Linked DNA regions of Ovis aries: region 1 is linked to region 2. A link is a contact called in public Hi-C data. All regions are on one chromosome and are shown on one strand. The core of a region is the stretch at or near the end of the contact, and the rest is flanking DNA. Distances in the headings are between cores, read along the strand shown. Region 1 overlaps TRIP13 (thyroid hormone receptor interactor 13). Region 2 overlaps SLC12A7 (solute carrier family 12 member 7).

What was found. A called contact is a pair of places that touch in the nucleus more often than the background predicts.
Region 1: a contact with region 2 is called in a Hi-C map of hypothalamus, with 3 times the contacts expected there. The contact joins two enhancer-like sites. A contact is called at or near these places in 3 of 16 Hi-C or Micro-C datasets (hypothalamus, liver and tail adipose tissue).

Annotation. Positions count from the first base shown.
Region 1 is chr16:71,422,139-71,425,362 of ARS-UI_Ramb_v3.0, reverse strand. It overlaps TRIP13 (thyroid hormone receptor interactor 13), which reads left to right. Exons shown (of 13, transcript XM_027980198.2): 13 at 1-845. The coding sequence ends at 40. Among named protein-coding and RNA genes, the nearest start is that of TRIP13, 16 kb to the left of the region's middle. Within about 2 kb of position 1,727, at least 6 of the 54 cell types and tissues checked have an H3K27ac peak or open chromatin away from gene starts, as enhancers often do. A contact at or near this core is called in hypothalamus, where this site is marked.
Region 2 is chr16:71,303,965-71,307,306 of ARS-UI_Ramb_v3.0, reverse strand. All of the region lies in intron 1 of SLC12A7 (solute carrier family 12 member 7), which reads right to left. Among named protein-coding and RNA genes, the nearest start is that of SLC12A7, 19 kb to the right of the region's middle. Within about 2 kb of position 1,251, at least 8 of the 54 cell types and tissues checked have an H3K27ac peak or open chromatin away from gene starts, as enhancers often do. A contact at or near this core is called in hypothalamus, where this site is marked.

The DNA of each region.
Region 1 (3,224 bases), core at 478-2,977, 120 kb before region 2:
GCAGTTTGAGGAGAGAAAGAAGCTCTCATTGTGCACATGACCTGGCACCCCCGTCCTCGCTGAGCACACCGCGGGAAGGCACCATCGCTTCCTCAAAGCAGCGGCTGCCCCAGGACAGCTGAGGCCACGGCTGAGACCTGCAGGCTGGTGTGATGCAAGAAGCGTGCTGTGCCTACACGGTGTTGCTCAAGAAGGGTGTCGCGTTCATGTGCTTCAAGTGCGTGTCCGAAGACAAAACAGCCTGTTTTCTGTTTTGAAAGACGATCATCTGAGCTCAGTGTCTCTTTATAAAGAACTGTCTAGATGTCCTGATTCTATCCTGCTTCTGGTTGATTGGACCCAAAATGCTGACGTTTTATTTAAAAAGATAATTAATGTAAGTTTTATAGAAACAAAAGAGAAACTGCATTGCCTTAAAGAAAAATATAATAGCATTAAAAAAAAGTACACATTGCTCAAGACGAGGCAGCATTTGCTTCCCGCTGCAAGCTCGTCCTGGTTAGTGCGCACGTCCTGCAGAGTGTGCGGTGAATAGGGGCCTGTCCCTGTGTTACAGGAATCAAGAGAAAAGTTCAAGGTCAGTGCACTTCTTGGTAGCAGGTACAGCAGCTCTGCTTGTCAGGGAGGGGCAGCTGACGGGGCTGCCTCCCTGGGGACCAGCGTGGCCGGCCTCATGGCGACGTTTCCCGGTGAGGCGTTTGTTGAGGGACGTTAGTCACGGCTTAAACGAAGATTCCCAATAACAGATTTAAAGTGAATTGGCCAATAACTGGTGTATTCCACAGAACCTTGCTTTGCTTTTATCTCATGCTAAAATAAATTTCATATCACTGTTTTATAAAACATTTTTAAGAGTATGTTACCTTTTGTCTTAAAATTTTTTAAGTATTAAAAATCTTTTTCCAAAATTTTCTCATATTGATTCTCTTAACAGTCCAAATGCTTTGAGTTTTAAGTCACTCACACGATGACATAACTTCAGCCTGTCTTAACCCGTCGGGGTGGAGGTGCGCTGTCTGCACGTGGCCGTGCAGCCTGGGTCGGGGCTAGGCTGGGGTGGGGGACCCAGGGTTCCACCCCTGGGCCATCAGCCAGCCTCGGCTCTGGTCAGGTCCAGGGCTAGAGCGAGCACGGCCTTGGGGGCCAGGGCCCGGCTCTGTGGTTTCCTCAAGACCCTGAAATAGGGTGAGAAGAGAGGTCTGTGCACACGGCGGGTGCTCCATGCTCCACGGTTGCTGCTGAGGAGCCCAGTGTCCTGATGGGAGGAGAGGGTCTGGGAGGGGATGCCCAGGGCGGGGCCGTGTACAGGGGCAGACAGATGAGTGAGGGGGCAGCCCAGAGGGGCAGCCCTGAGAAGGCTGGGGGCGGGTGGGTGAGGCCTGCACCCCGAATCTGAGGGGTGGTCCATGCAGTGGGCCACTGAAGCCCCGAGTGGGCTGGGGGTGGGTGGGTGAGGCCTGCACCCTGAATCTGAGGGGTGGTCCATGCAGTGGGCCACTGAAGCCCCGAGCAGGCTGGGGCTGGGTGGGTGAGGCCTGCACCCCGAGTCAGGGGTGGCCCGTCCTCCAGGCCCTTTCCCAGAGTTGGGGGGGGGTGTCTGATGCCGCCGTCCACGGACACCAGGGGGCAGCGCTGCTCTGTGGGATGGACAGGAGGGGCCTCCGGGCAGAGGAGTGGTCCGCAGAGGCAGCCGCCTGGCTGCGTCCCCGCCTGGCCTGGTAGGCCCGCCCACACACACCAGCATGCGTCCAGGCCCCACAGAGGTCCGAGCACGCATGCCTGGCAGTGGTGGGGCGTGGCTCTTCTGACCGCTGCCTCGGTGCCAGCTCACTCTGGGTTGGGGCTGGGCCTGGTAGGAGGAGGGGTCGCACCCGGGCCCCCAACCAGAGGCGGGCACAGGCTTGTGGGCACTTTCTGGGCCATGGCTGAAAGCCCGAGGTGCCCACGGCTGGGCCCTGGGTTCAGGATGGAGGTACGCTGTCCTCCCACGGGGGCAGGCTTCTGGGTGGGCACGGGCGGGAAAGGGGCCAGAGTGCCAGCCTGGGACACCCAGGGGTGTGGTGCTGCCCGCCCGGCTTCTGCTGAGTCCCCGGCCCAGCACACAGGCCTCAGGTCCGACCCCTCCGCGGGCAGGGGCACCTACGAGAGAGGCCGAGGACACGGCCCAACGGAGCAACCGTCCCCGGCAGGACAACCCGGAGGCCGAGGTGACAGGGACCGCAAGGGTGAGCGTCAGGGTCATGCCACGGAGGAAACACGTGCTGAGCTACAGCCCCTCTGCCCAGCGCGGAGGCGACGCGGGGCGGAAAGGCCCCCGGAGAGCCGACAACCGCGGAGGCCCTGCTGCGGAGGCTGTGGCTCCCGCCTGGCAGCTTCTTCGCCCCAGCGAGGGGGCTGCTCCCGGGGAGGGGGCTCCTGTCCCCGCGGCAGCCCTGCTCCCGGCTGAAGCGTCCTTTCGGGTGGGGAGGGGGTTTTCCATCCCCTGAGCTCTGATTTCTGACCCTAACTCCTTACCGTCCAGAGCTGTGGCGCTCGCCCTGGCAGTCCCCAGCACCGCGTGCCCCGGGCCGTCCTGCTGAGGCCGTCGGCTCTGCTGTTGGAAGCCTGTCTCCTCCGGCCTTCGCCGTAGGTTAGGACGAGGAGACTTCGTCCCCAGTCGCCCGAGTCCTGATTACTGACCGCAAACCTCCTTCCTCTGTCCCCTGACGTTATTCACAACGTGAAACTGTTTTCCGGAGAATCATCACTTCAGAGGGGCAGGAAGCTTTCCATTTCATGTCCCCTGAGCTGCTTGTGGCTGCAAATGACCTTCCCTGTCACCCGGCATGCCTCTGTGGTGGGCGAGCCTCCGTCTGGACCACCTGACTTAGGATCTATGACCAGGAAACTTCTTTCCGTGTCACCCGACTTGGGTTTTATGACTGGAGTCATTTCATGTTACCTGGGTGACCGTTTGCGACGGGAACTTTGCCCTGAGTCCCTGGAGTTGCCACCTGGGGTCGGAAGCCGCTCTTACGCGGCTCCCGGCTCAGCGTCTGTGGCTGAACCTTCTCTTCCGCCCCCGGCGTTGACGCTGTGGCTGGCAGCCGTCCTCCACCACCTCCTGAGCCACCATTCCTGGTGCAGGCTTTCCTCTCTCACTAGTTTCGAGCAGCAGCCTCAGCGTTGCTGCCTGAGCTGCCGTTTGTGACTGCTCCCTTCTTCCTCTGGCGCGCGAACCCTCA
Region 2 (3,342 bases), core at 2-2,501:
TGTTCATTCACATAAGCGCGTGGTTAAGCAGCCACTACCACCATCTCCATTTCTGGGACTTTCTCATACTGCAAAACTGAACTTTTCTCCCTTAAACATCAGCTCCCCACCCCTGCCCCACCCCAGGAACCCACCGCCCTATGCTCCGCCTCTGTGGCTCTGACTATCCAGGTCCTTAGCCGGGACCCGCTCAGTGCCTGTCCTTCCCTGACAGCAGAGCCTCGAGAACCTTCCATGCTGGGGCCTGTATCAGAAGGTCTTTTTTTAAATAATATTTATCTATTTATTTCGCTGCTCTGGGTCTCAGCCTCAGTATGTGGGATCTGGTTCCCTAACCAGGGATCAAACCCAGGCCCCCTGCTTCGGGAGCTTGGAGTCTCGGTCACCAGATCACCAGGGAAGTCTCAGACGTCCTTCCTTGGAAGGTGGAATCCCATTCCAGAGTCTGAATGGGCCGCGCTGTGTTTATCCATCAGCCACTGGCAGACACCTGGGTTCCTTCCACCTCTGATCACTCACTTCACTTCGTGCTCCCTGTTGGGGTCGTGGGGGGCGCTTCCCAGGGTCTGTGTCAAGTAAACATGAGCATTTAAACTATGCTCCCTGTGGGGACGGGGTCACAAAGGTGCGCACACGTGCACACAGCCCCCAGAAGGAGACAGGAGGCCTCTCAGTGGCCGACTCTGACCGACAGACGGGGGTGCCGACTCTCGTGGGACACTCCTCTGGACCTGCTGCGTCTGGTGACATGCAATGGAGACAAAAATACCTCACAACCTTTTAAATGAAACAGCTGCTGAAGCCCGCAGATAAGTGGGCCACCCTCAAGTGCCCAGGGCAGTGATTTCTGCCCTATTATTACCCACAGCGCAGATAGCGAGGCCAGGACCTGCCCCAAGGTCATGCCACCCGTCCTGGGCCCAGAGAGAGGACTGCAGCCGGGCTGGGGGCCGCACGTGGCTCTGGCTGACTCCCGGGCACGAACCTCTGAGGGACGCTTGAGAGTGTCGCAGCGCGTGGGGACACACGCAGGCCTGGCTGTGGCCAATTCTGCTAACCGTTCCCCACGCGGGCTGAGCCGTCACCCTGAGTTTCAAACTTCAGATCTGCTCTGGCAAATTGAACCAAACCCAGCTCTCCTCTCGGCTTTCCTTGATTCCCTGAGGAGAGAGAGACGGGAAGTGCGTTTGATGGGCAGTCTCTGGGCTGGACAGCTCTCTCTCGGCCTAATGACCTCATTCAAACCTTAAACGCTGGGCTTGAGCCACGTGAGCATGGAGAAGGCTGTGCTAGCTCGTAAGTCCCGCCTCTGTCTACAGAGAACGGCTTTTTGTATAAAAGCTACAAGCCATTAATTTCTATTTTCTCACGGCAATGAGTTAAAAATACATTTTAAAAATAAGCTCTGATTGCCACTGAGGTTTGCCAAGGTCACACAGGCCTCAGACTCAGAATCCACCAGCTCAGGCTGTGCCCAGCACAAGATCCGGGTCCTTTGAGAGACAAGCTCGGCGGGTCAGACCCTGTGATGTGAGGGAACGCTGAGCCCAGAGGAAAACAAAACCCAGGGCTAGACCGTCTAATTGCTACACTCCCGAGGAGAACAGGGATGCAGGACAGGAAAGCGGAACCAGAAAAGCCCTGTGACTGCAGCTTGGGAGGGGTCACGGGAGGGGCCGGGCCAGAGGGGAGGAGGTCATGGGAGGGGCCGGGCCAGAGGGGAGGGGGTCATGGGAGGGGCCGGGCCAGAGGGGAGGGGGTCATGGGAGGGGCCGGGCCAGAGGGGAGGGGTCATGGGAGGGGCCAGGCCAGAGGGGAGGGGGTCACAGCAGGGGCCCGGCCGGAGGGGACAGGAAGAGAGTTTCAGGCACCCTGGGACAGCAGCTCCTCCGGGCTCCCACGCCAGCAAGGATGGGCATTGAAAAGGAAAGACACACACGCCCCAGCGTTCACTGCAGCGCTGCTCACAGCAGCCAGACACGGAGACAGCCCAAGTGTCTGGACAGAGGAATGGAGAGAGACGTGGCCCGTAAGACGACAGAATATTGCTCAGCCGTAAAAGCAGGTGAAACGCCGTTTGCAGCAACGTGGACGGACCTAGAGATGACTACACTAAGTGTAGTGAGTCAGAGAAAATGTGTCGCTTACACGTGAGTCTAAAAAAGAGACACAAATGACCTTATTTACGAAACAGACACTGCCCCCTGCCCCAGACAAAGCAAACTGAGGGCTCCCAAAGGGGAAAGCGGGGGGTAGACTAGGGGCTGAGGGTGAAGCGACACCCGCTGCTGACACCACGGCGCCCAGCAGCCTCCGTCTCGGGGAAAGTCGCAGCCTGACAGGTGGCGCGGAACTGGCGTGATGGAGCCGCAAGAAAATACAGGACCTCGGCCGGCATTACACTCACAGAAGCCAGGGACACCTGCTTCCAGTTCAGTTCAGTTCAGGCGCTCAGCCGTGTCCGATTCTTTGCGACCCCATGAATCGCAGCACGCCAGGCCTCCCTGTCCATCACCCACTCCCGGAGTTCACTCAGACTCATGTCCATCAAGTCAGTGATGCCATCCAGCATCTCATCCTCTGTCGTCCCCTTCTCCTGCCCCCAATCCCTCCCAGCATCAGAGTCTTTTCCAGTGAGTCAACTCTTCCCATGAGGTGGCCAAAGTACTGGAGCTTCAGCTTCAGCATCATTCCTTCCAAAGAAATCCCAGGGCTGATCTCCTTCAGAATGGACTGGTTGGATCTCCTTGCAGTCCAAGGGACTCTCAAGAGTCTTCTCCAACACCACAGTTCAAAAGCATCAATTCTTTGGTGCTCAGCCTTCTTCACAGTCCAACTCTCACATCCATACATGACCACTGAAAAAACCGTAGCCTTGACTAGACGGACCTTAGTCGGCAAAGTAATGTCTCTGCTTTTGAATATACTATCTAGGTTGCCCATAACTTTCCTTCCAAGGAGTAAGCGTCTTTTAATTTCATGGCTGTAGTCACCATCTGCAGTGATTTTGGAGCCCAAACAAAGTCTGACGCTGTTTCCACTGTTTCCCCATCTATTTCCCATGAAGTGATGGGACCGGATGCCATGATCTTCCAAGGCCTGCATTATTCCCCTGCCCCGAAACCAGGTGATTCAGAGGCAAAGATGCTGGCTGTCGTCAGAGGTCGGGAACCTGGGCTGTGCCCTGTCACCTGACCCCTGGGCCTAGGGCCTGCGGGTGGGGCTCAGCCCACCAGGGGCGGGAGGGGGGGACGTGCTCGCTGGGGCAGCCCAGGGCACAGGACTCTGCTCTCCCCTGAAAACCCAAGAAGCCTCTGGTGTTGCCTGAGGACTTCCTTTCTG